2 separate regions of the Mus musculus genome follow, and region 2 is linked to region 1. Evidence: chromatin contacts called from public Hi-C data. All regions are on one chromosome and are shown on one strand. The core of a region is the stretch at or near the end of the contact, and the rest is flanking DNA. Distances in the headings are between cores, read along the strand shown.

Region 1 (5,911 bases), core at 2,233-4,732:
TTTCTATTTCCTTAACTGATAACAAGTTGACAACTCAGTCTGTCAGAACTGTGATAAGGGGTAGAAAGATAAAATAAGACCCTGCAATTTCTGCTCTTAATGTGGTCCTTTAGTGTTCCCCCTAAGTCTGCTTGGCCCCCAGTCCTCCAGCAGTGGTGGAAGCTTCCTGAAGATGCCACCCTCCCACCTGAAAACTCAACTGTCTGAGAAAGAATGAAGTCCAAATTCCTCTAGAGTGCTATGGGCTAAGCCGGTGAGAGGCAGCTGATTAGGCTGGGCGCGGAGTATGGCAACACGCCTCCCACGGACAGCAGGAGTGGAAGCTCAGGGCTGCCATGTCTTTGAAGGAAAGCTGTGTGAAATCTCTCCTGCCGTTTAAGTTAACAACTGATATCTCAAGCCACAGAGAGTCAAACAAGCCCTGCCTTTTAGCCAAGCACCGCCATTTTTGCTTTTCTGGCCCAGTGTCCAGCCAGAGGGAGGACTCAGTGTCCTGGGATCAGGCTCTACAGGCACAATCCTGGGATGAGGAGCCAATCCCCACCCCAGGAAAGGCTCTCGAGAGTAGGATGTGGACATCCAAGGGGCACCTTGGGGAAGGTGGTGTGGTGCAAATCAAACCCTGGGTTTGCAGCCTGGGTTCAGGCCCAGACCTGCTCCTCGTTGTCTGCACCCTTAGAAGCCTCTCAGCCTTTCTGCCTCAGTTTCTTCGTCTGAAAAATAGGGTTAAACATAGGGCCTACCTCAGCCAGGCATGCTGCTGCCTGTCTGTAATCTCAGCACTTAGACGGCTGAGACAGGAGAATTGAGAGTTCAAGGCCAGACTGGGCTAGACATTAAACTGATGCCTAGTTTAGTGGTAGTGCATTTGCCTGCCTTATGCAAAGCCCTGGCTTCCATCCCAGCGCTGCCAAAATAAGTACTTACTTCACAGGGCTGCCACGAAAACTAATAGTTAACCTGGAGAGCACGCAGAGCACGAACCGCAGCACACTCGGGAGCCATTGCTGCAGAGGACCCTTCCCTCACGCTGTCCAGCTCCAGTGTCACCAGACAGCTTGGTCCCCTCCCGCCCACATTCCGGTCAGGGTATGGGCTTTTCTCTAAGAAATGAACAGACTGTCTTCCAAGTGGCCATTCTTGCCTTCCCACCAGCAGACAGGTAGCAGCATTCTCTGTTGTCATCTCAGTGTGACACTCTGGCACAGGTACAGCAGTGTGGGCTAGTGTTTACTTGCCATCCCCCTGTGACAGTGATGCTCAGCATCTCCTCATGTGTTACCAGCTTTTAAAAAGTGAGAAACTTGCTTTCCCTAATTGCCGGTATTTCCTCTTTTGCTTTATTTCGTTGTGCCCAAATGTCACTTCCCCAGGGAGAGTTCTCTTATCATTTTTCCCAAGGAGGAAACGAAGGCCCAGATGCCTAAACAAGTACCCATAGGTGCTGTCTAACCCAAGGCGTTTAATTATTTTTTTAAAAACTTTCAAATATTTTATCCATTTTTTTAAATAAAAGGGGTTTCTGTCTGAGATTATTTTAATTATGTTTTTAAAAAATTATATGGTGCTGGAGATGTGATGGCTCAGCAGATAAGAGAGCACTGGCTGCTCTTGCAGAGGTCCTGACTTTGATTGCCACAACCTGTATCAGGAGGCTTACAACTAATTGCCTGTAACTCCAGCTTCAGGGTGATCCCAGGTGCCCTCTGTGGGCACCTGCACTCATGTACACCCACATATTTTTTTTAATTAATTATAAGTTGTAAAAATGGAAGGACATGATTTTATCCTGTTCCAATATAGAAGCATACATTGACTGGCCTCTGGCTCCCAAACTTGGCCCTGGGGCACAGGAGGACATTGGTTCTACTCTGCTCTCCCTAACTAGGCTCAGACTTTATTTCTCTGCTACTATCTCACAAGGACTCCATCTCTCTCCCACCTTCATCTCTTTAGCTCCTCCCAACTTCTCTGCCTGGATACTGTTCATGCTCCCACTTTACAGAGAAGACAAGTGAGGCTCAGAGGCAAAGTCATCAAGTATAGTCACACAGCTTTGGAACAATTGCTGGTACTGGTACCCATGTGGTAGTCTGGAATAGAAGTGGGAGCAAGCCTGGGTTGGCAGGTGCTACACACCGGCCGGGGAGAGAGTCTTCAACTTAACAGGGATGCCCTGGCAACCCTCAGCCTCAGACCAGGTGATCTCTCCTCCCCAAACTCCACTGAACTCCCTGTGGGCATCCTCACAGGAAGAATGTGGGTGCCCAGGCTTGGCTCACAGTAGGTGCTCACTGCAAGCAGGCTCCTCTGCCTTCCCCACTTATGTGTTGTTATGCATAGGTCAAGGAAGTGACCAGAGAACAGTGGAAGGTCAATCTGGTCCAATGGAGGTGACAAAGAGTAAAGAAACCCTGGGCTCCCTTAACTCCTCTTGTCTTGCCTCTGAGTGAGTCCTGGGGCATTGTGGGTGATGTTTATATAGTGGAAGACCCCAGATTTGCTGTTCAAATGGCTGAGAGGATGACATGGGAAGTGAGGAGCTGGGGACAAGGCAGAGGACAGATGTCTCATTGTGCTATATAACCACGGTTGGTCTGGAGCCATGTCAATATGTAGACTAGTCTGGCCTCAAAATCACAGAGATCCGTCTGCCTGTTTCTGCCTCTTAAGCTCTGGGATCGAAGGCTGGCTCTAGAGGTAGGATTTTTTTTTTTTTTTTTTTTTTGTTATTGTTCTCGCTAAAAATAAGGAAGAGGCTGAGAAGTGTTGTTCTGAGCATGTGAAAACTTCAGCTTAGGACAGAGAAGTCAGGAGCAGAGGGAACTTTGATGCCTTCCTCTGGTCGTATCTCCTGCCATGCTGAAGCATGCACGGGGAGAAAGGATGCAGAGGGCTAGCCTTAGAGCCAATTTCTGTTTTGTTTTCTTTTGTTTCTTGTTTAAATAATTACCCACTCCCACCCCCAATTGCTATGGAAAGGTGGCCCATAGCTTTGTTCCCTGGACACCCTTCTAAGGAGAATCTCTTCACTTACGCTGTACAAGAAAAGGAAATGTTCCAAAGATGGGGAGGGAAGGAAAAGCCCAATCACAGCTTCACTTCACCCAGCAGGCCAAGTGGGGGCGGGGCAGCCATTCACTGACATCACCCGCCTCGTCATGGGAAATAACTTCCGCCGTTCAAAGCCTTATTTGCATTTTTGGAGGCACAAGGAGGCATTTAAAATCAGCTTGGGTGTTGACATTCAGTTATTAAAACCAAACAAAAGATCCCTTCCCGAGTCTGGCTAGTTCTTCTTAAATTTATCGGGTCCCCACTACCTGATTTAAAGCCCTGAGCAGATGTTTCACAGCAGGACGTCCATCAGCTCCAGATGCCGCTTTGTTCAAGCTGCGTGCATGGCACGCACTGGCAGTCACACTCACGCAGAGGGCCTGGGGCTGTGAGCATCCAAGGCTCTCTCCGGCATTTGGCATGCCCACAAGGACCATTTGTAACCCTGCCTGCAGGTCTGACAGAGAGATGAGCAGCAGAAGTGAGTAGCCAATCACATTCCATCCTATCATCTTTCCCGTTGTCTCCTAGGTAACCGACACAGGGACACATCAGCTAGCTGGGTACCACAGGACACAGGCGTGTGCGTGCACAACCACTTGCATGCCATCCTAACAGTCTGTAATTCCAGACAGTTGGCACGCGCCTGTCAGTACCCTGGACAGCTCCCGCACCCTCCTAGGGCCTGTTGTAGAAGCCTCGGGGCTTTCCCCGCATCTGCCCTGTACTCTGTCAAACCTCTGTTTGGGATGTCTCGCCCAGCTGCTATTCACACTTCTCGGGATCCTGCTTATCTGTAAAGACAGCACAAGCTTGGGTTCTAAGGTTCTCACCAAAGTCCCTGCCACTGGGCCTGAACATATTGCATCTCAAGATCTGGCTCATTCAGTCTTACAGCTTGTTAATCTCCGGCTTGTCTCCTTCCTTGCCGCCAAATCACAGGGTTCACATGTATGACCCCTGCATACCTATCCTTTTCTCTGTACCCGCTGCTCCTGGCTCAAATCACTGCTCCTCTGCTCTGGGCCTAGCAACTGAAGTCACCTTTCTTGACCACCTGCGCCTTGCCTGAAGAAATCTCTTTCCCTGGGACTTTACAGTACATTTCCCCCACTCTGAAGCTGTCCCTCCTCATTGACTTGCATACTTCTTTATCTTTCCCTTGAGTGTAAACTGTCCCTGCAGGTCTTTTGTTCACAGTGGGACCCTCCACACAGAACAGAGCCCTGGGCATACTGGCTGCTGCTGCTTCGTTTCCCACCTCTGTGGAGAAGGATGGGCATCTTCTGATATCCCCTGACTAACATCCCAAGAGGGTGTCAGAGAGTAGGAAGGACCAATAAAGGAGCAACCCAAATCAGGCCAACCCACAGAAGATGCTGCTGGCAGACAGCCGACCATCTCCATGGAGTTGCACAGGGCCTCTTCTCGTCCCTCAGTACCATCCTCCACACACTGAGTACCTTGGATGCCTGGCAGACTGAAGCAACTTTCCACTAAAGACCAGTTTTTGGTGTTTCTAATGCACAGTCATTGGCTGCTGTGTGCATGTATGTGTATGGGGGAAATCTTTCATGAAGCACTCGCTGCAATGAATAGAAGAGAATGTGTCACTGTCTATAGGAGCATGAAGGTCAAGGTGAAGGTTCACTAGAACTTCTCTCTCTCTCTCTCTCTCCCTCTCTCTCTCTCTCTCAAACACACACACACACACACACACACACACACATGAACACGAACACACATAGAGTGAGCATCTGGAAGCAAGTTATCATACAACTCTCCCCACAATGGAATGGCCATGTGTTTCCCTCTTCCAAGAACCTGGCCACTACTCCAGGCCCTAAAAATTGTGCCAAGTAGTCCTATCTCTTGAAGTCAACCTCAGAGTGCAAGACCAGACAGTGACCAAATAGCCATAGCATAGACACTACCCTGTGGAGTCACCTGGGTCCTAGCAATGAAGACCGTCACAGAGGCTGTGACACATCACAAACTCCACACTGGGTCCCGAGCCCTCCACTGATCAGTGTATTAGATTGTTTCCCCAAATCTAAGGTCAGGTCAGCTGTAACACTCAGGAAGGAAGACCTCCTATTGTGTCCTATTACACTAGGACAGGACAGCAGGGACTCTTCATGACACCTGCAGGGTGAATGACAATCTAAAGTTGCAAAACAGGGTGGTGAACTTACCTAGGATACATGAGGCCCTGTCCAGTGCTTAACACTGACAAAGGAAAGGGGTGGGAGATTAGCATGGCCAGGGTCCCACGGCTGATACTTAGAGAGGCTGCCACAGCTTCAGCTGTCAACCTGACACTAGCCTGGAGTCACCTGGAAGAGGGAACCTCCATGAAGAAATTGCCTCCATGGGCATACCTGTGAGGAATTTCATCGACTGCTAACGTTGGAGGGCCCAGCCCACTGTGCAGGAACAGCACAGAGCATGTAGGCCTGGACTCTGTCTTAAAAGGTCAACTAAGCATGAGCCAAGAAACAAGCCCAGAAAGAAGCAGCATTTTCTTCATGGCCTCTATCAGTTCCTGCCTCCATATTCCTGCCCCGAGTTCCTGCCCCGGCTTCCCACTATAACGGACTGTGACCTATAAGCAAAATAAATGCTTTCCTTCCCCCCCCCCCCAGTTGCTCTTGGTTTTGACGATTATCGCAGCAACAGATAAGCAAACTAGGACAGAGATATTAGACAGACTTGAGTCTGGTCCCAAAGGCCTTACATTACCCAGCAAGGCACCCAGAGGAGTCAGTCTTGTACAAAACATCCCTTTGTCTGAGTAAGCACCTCTCTGATAGACGCCAGGGGCCCTGTCTCTGTATCTCTTCTGCTGTCTGCT
Region 2 (5,911 bases), core at 1,697-4,196, 38 kb after region 1:
CCCCACCCCCAAGACAGGGTTTTTCTGTATAGCCCTGGTTGTCCTGGAACTCACTCTGTAGACCAGGTTGGCCTCGAACTCAGAAATCTGCCTGCCTCTGCCTCCCAAGTGCTGGGATTAAAGGTATGTGCCACCACTGCTCGGCTCTGGTAGATTTTTTTAATTGGATATTTTATTTATTTACATTTCAAATGTTATATGCTTTCCCAGTTTCCCCTCCACGACCCCCCATCCCATTCACCTCCCCCTGCTTCTATGAGGGTGCCCCCCCACTCCTCGCTCATCACCCCAACCCTTTCCTACATTGGGGTATCGAGCCTTCACAGGACCAAGGGCCTTCTCTCCCATTGATACTAGATAAAGCCATCCTCTGCTATGTATGCAGCTGGACCATGTTTCGTTCAGGGTCATTTTCATCTCATGGTGTCAAATCTCTTGTGTGCTCAGCCAGCCAGAGAGAGACTCTGATTCATGTTGTAGAAATTTATTTAATCCCAACTTGGGGTTTCTACCCATTCCACCTTAGATCATTTAGTTTCTGGATTAAAAAAAAACCTTTATATTTACAATAAGCCTTAAACAACACAAGAGCTGGGCAGATATGACCCTCTATGATATTAGAATCTACTTCACTATCCATAACCCTGAGTTATTGTTTACTATGTTTCTGGGCTGCCCTTAACTCCAATTGGCCAGCCCTCAGGGCCACACTCTCTTGACTTCTAAACCATAGCAGCTTCTCTTTCCTCCTCCTCCACCTTCTTCCCTTCATCTTCTTCTCCAGCCTCAAGTCTGGAAAACCTAAACCCCACCCATGTCTCTTCTGCCCAACTAATGGCTGTTGGTATCTTTATTTGACAATGAGAAATAACTTGGGGACAGGATCACTTAATTTCTATATGCTGACTCTCCCATCTCTGGGACAACCAGACTTGAGGGCCCAATATTAGCCTTAGAATACAAGCAGCATCAGGCCAACCCAGTACAATTCAAGATGTGGTTTAGCAGACAGCACCCTGGAAAAGGGTACTGGGTTGCAGCTGCACTGTTGGGACTGGATAGACAAAAGCAATTCCAGACAGACTCAGCTGCTGGGAAGGCATCAAAGGAAAAAGATCTTTTAGAAACAGGATGTATGAGAATGTGTGGGTCTGCCAGGACAGTATTCTGGCCAATATCACATTCTGTGTAACAGCTGGGGAAACAAAGGAGACTCAATGGCTTATTTCTATTTCTCCCCAGTGCCAAGGATGGAACCCAGGTTCAGGCACATGCTAAGTATGTGCTACAATACTGAGCTATATCCTATCCTTTTCTAGTAATGCCTTTGTCTTGGGAGGTTTCTCATTAGTGGGGTGCCACTCTGTGAGAACTTCTATGGTGTAAGCTAACATAGCCAATCAGGAGATAACTACAGATTCCCCACAGGCATTCTACAGACAAAGTAAGACTGTAATAATGCCATACAGTCTTCTAGGGAAGGATATCTTTCTTCCTTCCTTTCTTTCTTTCTTTCTTTCTTTCTTTCTTTCTTTCTTTTTTTTTCTGATTTTTTGAGACAGGGTTTCTCTGTGTAGCCCTGGCTGTCCTGGAACTTATGCTGTAGATCAGGCTGGCCTTGAACTCAGAAATTCGCCTGCATCTGCCTCCCAACTGCAGGGGGCGGGGGGGGGGGAGGATATCTTAAAATTATTTCACTTACAACTTCTTTTTACCCAGTATTATTTTCATGACTTGAGGTATATATGGATACTTTAAAAATTACTTTAAAACAATTTGGCGCACACACACACACACACATATGTATATGTATATATATATATATATATATATATATATATATTCACCATTTATTAAAGATGAAAAACAATTTGTATCCTAATGACATGAATGTGCTTGTTTCAACAAAAGGAATTAAATATTGGCTAAACATTTGATACTGTAGGTCACAGAGCATCTTCAGTGCTTTTCAGAGTTGATTGTTTTGACTTTATCATCATCAATGTGGAGAACACTGCTTTGCAAAGATACAGCAAATTCATGTTTAGGGCCATTTCAGAAATTGTTGGAAATTTTGTCCTAAATCCCAGGTCAAAATTCTTTTAATTCTTTAGCAATTCAAATAGTAATTTCAAAATTAGAGTATTCTGGGGGCTGGTTGTGGTGGCACACAGCTTCAATCCCAGCATAAGGGAGGAAGAGGTAAGCAGGTATCTTTGAGTACAAGGCTAGCATGGTCTACAAAGCAAGTTCCAGGCAGCCAGGAGTACCCAGTGACCCCCAAATGAATGTATGAATGAATAGTTAAAATTCAAATATTCTGTTGGGCATAGTGGCTCACACATGTAATCCTAGCATTTAGGGGGCAGAGGCAGGAGGGCTGTTGCAAATTTGAGGCTAGCCAAGTCTACATAGAGAGTTTGAGGCCAGGTGGCTGTACAGTAAGACCCCATCTCAAAAAAAAAAAAAAAAAAAGCCTAAAAAGCAAAACAACAAACAAAACCAACAAAACAAATCACAAAACACCAAAAAAAAAAAACCAACATAAAACGAGTGTTTCTCATAGCCCATTCTTAAACAATAATTCCCACCACTACCAGTTTCATTAAATTCCTTTTGTTTTCATGTTGGAGACAGGAGTTTACTTAGCTCTCTTCATACGCTGCTATTCTTTTCCATCATCTAAGACTCTCCAGTCAATATAGTGTGTGTTGCAATGAAAGCTATCTTCCTTCCTTCTCTAGACGGCGACAATACTAGTCATTTTCACCTCACTTTCTGCTCTCTTCAAGATGGCCAATTGCGATCAATTCCAACCCTCTGACCTTCTCAAAATGACGACGTAGCGACTAGGGACCTCATACTGACGCTTTCAAGATGGCGCCGAGGTCGTAAATCCAAGTCGCAAAATGACGCAAACTCAGCGTCCCTATCAAAGACACTTCCGGTTCTGCTGCCGGGTGGGGGTGGCGGACTCGTAGGGTCTGACTGAGGCCACAGGGAGGCTGCGTCTTGGGACTGGACGCCTTGGCGGGACGATGGACCGAAAGAAAAAGCCTTTGGACGTTACAGCCTCCTCGGTGAGTACAAGTGTGGCTTAGCTCCGTGCTCCGCGTTCCCTCCGCCTGTCTCAGTCGAGAATGGTGACCTAGTTGTTGTCCCACGCAAGTCAGGGGCCTGGACTGCCCATCTGACAAGGATCCTGACCGACCCTTTCCCCGCAGAGACCCTCCTCAGCTTCCTTACTCACAGGATCCTGAACTCGGCTCCGCCAGGCGCCTGGGCTCCGTTCCCCTCGAACCCAGGCGGGTCTCGGACGCCATCCTCCCAGGGATCTCAGGGCGCATCCTGCGGGTCAGCCGCCGCCACAGCCGGCTCTCTGTCCGCAGGGACTTGGAGGACGAGCCCTTCCTGGGTTCTCCACTAGTCCAAAGCCCTTCTCGAGCACTGGGATATGATTTGTCTTCCCAGGGCTCCCAGGGTCCCCCCCAGCAGGATCCAGACAAGTTAGCTAGTGCCTTGTGGGATGGGGTACCCGGGCCAGTAAGGTCTGACAGGATGTAAGGAGTTTTGCTAACTTAACCACTCTCAGCAGAAAACTTGTAAACACTGTACACATTTTGTGTCCGTGCTTCATATGTGTGCTGCCATCGAGTCCTCAGAAGTGCTTTTGAGTGTAGGTGGTATTAATTGTCACTCTTAATGGATAATGAAGTTGACACCCAAAGGTGAATCCCGTTTTCCTCAATGTACACACAGATTTGTTGTGTGAGAAGCCAGGCTCAGTTTGATTGACTGCAAAATGGTGCCTTTTCTGATTGTTCAAAACATCTAATGTATCAAATTTTTTGTTGGAATTTGTTTTTTAATATAGAAAAATTGGTCTTAGTAATCATGTTTGCTTGGATTCAGTGCTTGCAAACTGAATTAATCAGGAAGTATATGCGCATGCGCTTAACTTTAGCACATAAGTGTCAGAGACAAGTGGACAGAGGCCACTGTAAGTCAGAGGCCAGCCTGAGCTACATAGTTCCAGTATAGCCAGAGCTACACAGTGAGACCCTGTCTTTAAAAACCAAACCAAAGTTAACTTGTCTGGAGGATAATGTTTTTAATAATTATAACACAAACGAAGTCCCGGAATTGATTGGTCATTTTGTGATTCAGATGTAGTTGTAGAATAGAAAGATATATAGCTAGGTAATTGATACATTTACAAAGTTAAAATCCTCCTCTTCCTCCTCCTCCTCCTCCTCCTCCTCCTCCTTCTTCTTCAGAATTTTAAATATTGGGTCCTGGAATGAAACTCCTTTACATTGTTAACATCCCTGCCAATAGTACCTTTAAGTGGATTTCTTTCAAATAGAAATTACTGAACTCAGTTATTTAAAAACAAACAAACAAACAAACAAACAAAAAAAGGTTTTTGGGGCTGGAGAGATAGGTTAAGAGCACTGGCAGCTCTTTCAGACGACCATGGTTTATTTCCAGCACCCACATGGTGGCTCTAAACTGTAGGTTCAGTTCCAGGAGATCTCTCTCTCTCTCTCTCTCTCTCTCTCTCTCACACACACACACACAACAACAACAACAACAACAACAAATGCACACTAAAAACCAAAAAGGAATCATTAAAAACATTTTTTAAAGATTTTAAATTTTGTGTATAATTGTTTTCCCTTTGTATATGCAATACATGTATGCCTGGTGTGGAACTGGACTTAATATGTGGATGGTCGTATGCCACCATGTGGGTGCTAGGAACCTACCCTGAGTCTTGTGCTCTTTAACTGCTGACCTTTAACTTCAGCCTCGGAGTTCTCGCTGCCCCATTCTCTTCACCCGAGCTCCCCTCTCCCATTTGCTTATTTATTTTACATATGTGAGTACACTGTCCCTGTCTTTAGACACACATTGGAGCCCATTGTAGATGGTTGTGAACCATCATGTAGTTGCCAGGAATTGGACTCAGGACCTCTGGAAGAGCATTCAGTGCTCTTAACCTCTGAGCCATCTCTCCAGCCCAAACATTGTGTTTCTTGTTCATGTTCAGGAAGCTCAAATCTCCCTTGGAGAATTACTGTTGCTTAGCAATCCAGTCACCTGCCAGAATTGAGTTAAATATTGTTCTCTTTCTTATTTTATTCTAGTTGGTAGATCTTAAGGCGGAGCTCTTTCGAAAACAAGAAGAATTCAAACAAGAAAAACTTCTAAAAGATTCTGGAGTTTTTGGAAAACCAAAGACAATTAATAAGGTAAAAATATCTCTACCAATTCCAAACATTGGGAGAATTGTATTATATTTTAAGTTTTTGAAAAATGTTAGTTGTTATCTGTAAATAAGTAAATGTTAAAGGAAAAAAAATTCCTGATTGAATATTTGCATAAATTTTGTTAAATATTAAAATTAGTAAGATTATTTAGTACTCTTTAAAAATTTTTATTTTACTAATGTATGTTGTGTGTATGTGCACTTGTGTGAATACATATGTCATGTGTGCATGTGTGTGTCACCTGTGCATGGGTGCCTTCAGAGACCAGAAAAGGGTCTTAGATCCCCTGAAAATGGAGTTATTTGTGGTAGTAGGACAAGCAGTTTGGGTGCTAGGAACTGAAGTTCCTCTGCAAGAGCAATAAGCCGTCATAAAGAATGCTAAGTTGTCTTTCCAGTTCCAATATTTGTCTTTAATATGCTGTTAGTAAGTGGATTGTTTACATTCTCATGGAAGATTAGCATGTATTTTGTATTCAGACAGAGATAAACAACTGTAAAATTTAGAAATAGACTTAAAATCTGAAAGAGTTTAGTAAGAGTTTGCAATTTTTTATAGGTAGTAATCTACCATATTCCTTTGCATTCTGCTCATGTTCATTGGAATATTGAATGGTATAGTAATCCGTCAGGGGTAAA

What was found. A called contact is a pair of places that touch in the nucleus more often than the background predicts.
Region 2: a contact with region 1 is called in a Hi-C map of cortical neurons, with 1.7 times the contacts expected there. The contact joins the promoter of Ccdc174 here to the enhancer-like site in region 1. A contact is called at or near these places in 1 of 39 promoter capture datasets (macrophages), 4 of 484 Hi-C or Micro-C datasets (cortical neurons, embryonic stem cells and forebrain), 4 of 115 datasets of contacts at active chromatin or transcription factors (the SCID.adh cell line and embryonic stem cells) and 2 of 9 other capture datasets (adipose tissue and pancreatic islet).

What each region holds. Positions count from the first base shown.
Region 1 is chr6:91,836,074-91,841,984 of GRCm38.p6, forward strand. It overlaps a transcript of Grip2 not described here. Among named protein-coding and RNA genes, the nearest start is that of Grip2, 32 kb to the left of the region's middle. Within about 2 kb of position 3,483, at least 83 of the 459 cell types and tissues checked have an H3K27ac peak or open chromatin away from gene starts, as enhancers often do. A contact at or near this core is called in cortical neurons and forebrain, where this site is marked.
Region 2 is chr6:91,875,107-91,881,017 of GRCm38.p6, forward strand. Ccdc174 (coiled-coil domain containing 174) reads left to right here and starts at 2,947. Exons shown (of 11, transcript NM_172730.2): 1 at 2,947-3,080; 2 at 5,151-5,255. The coding sequence starts at 3,039.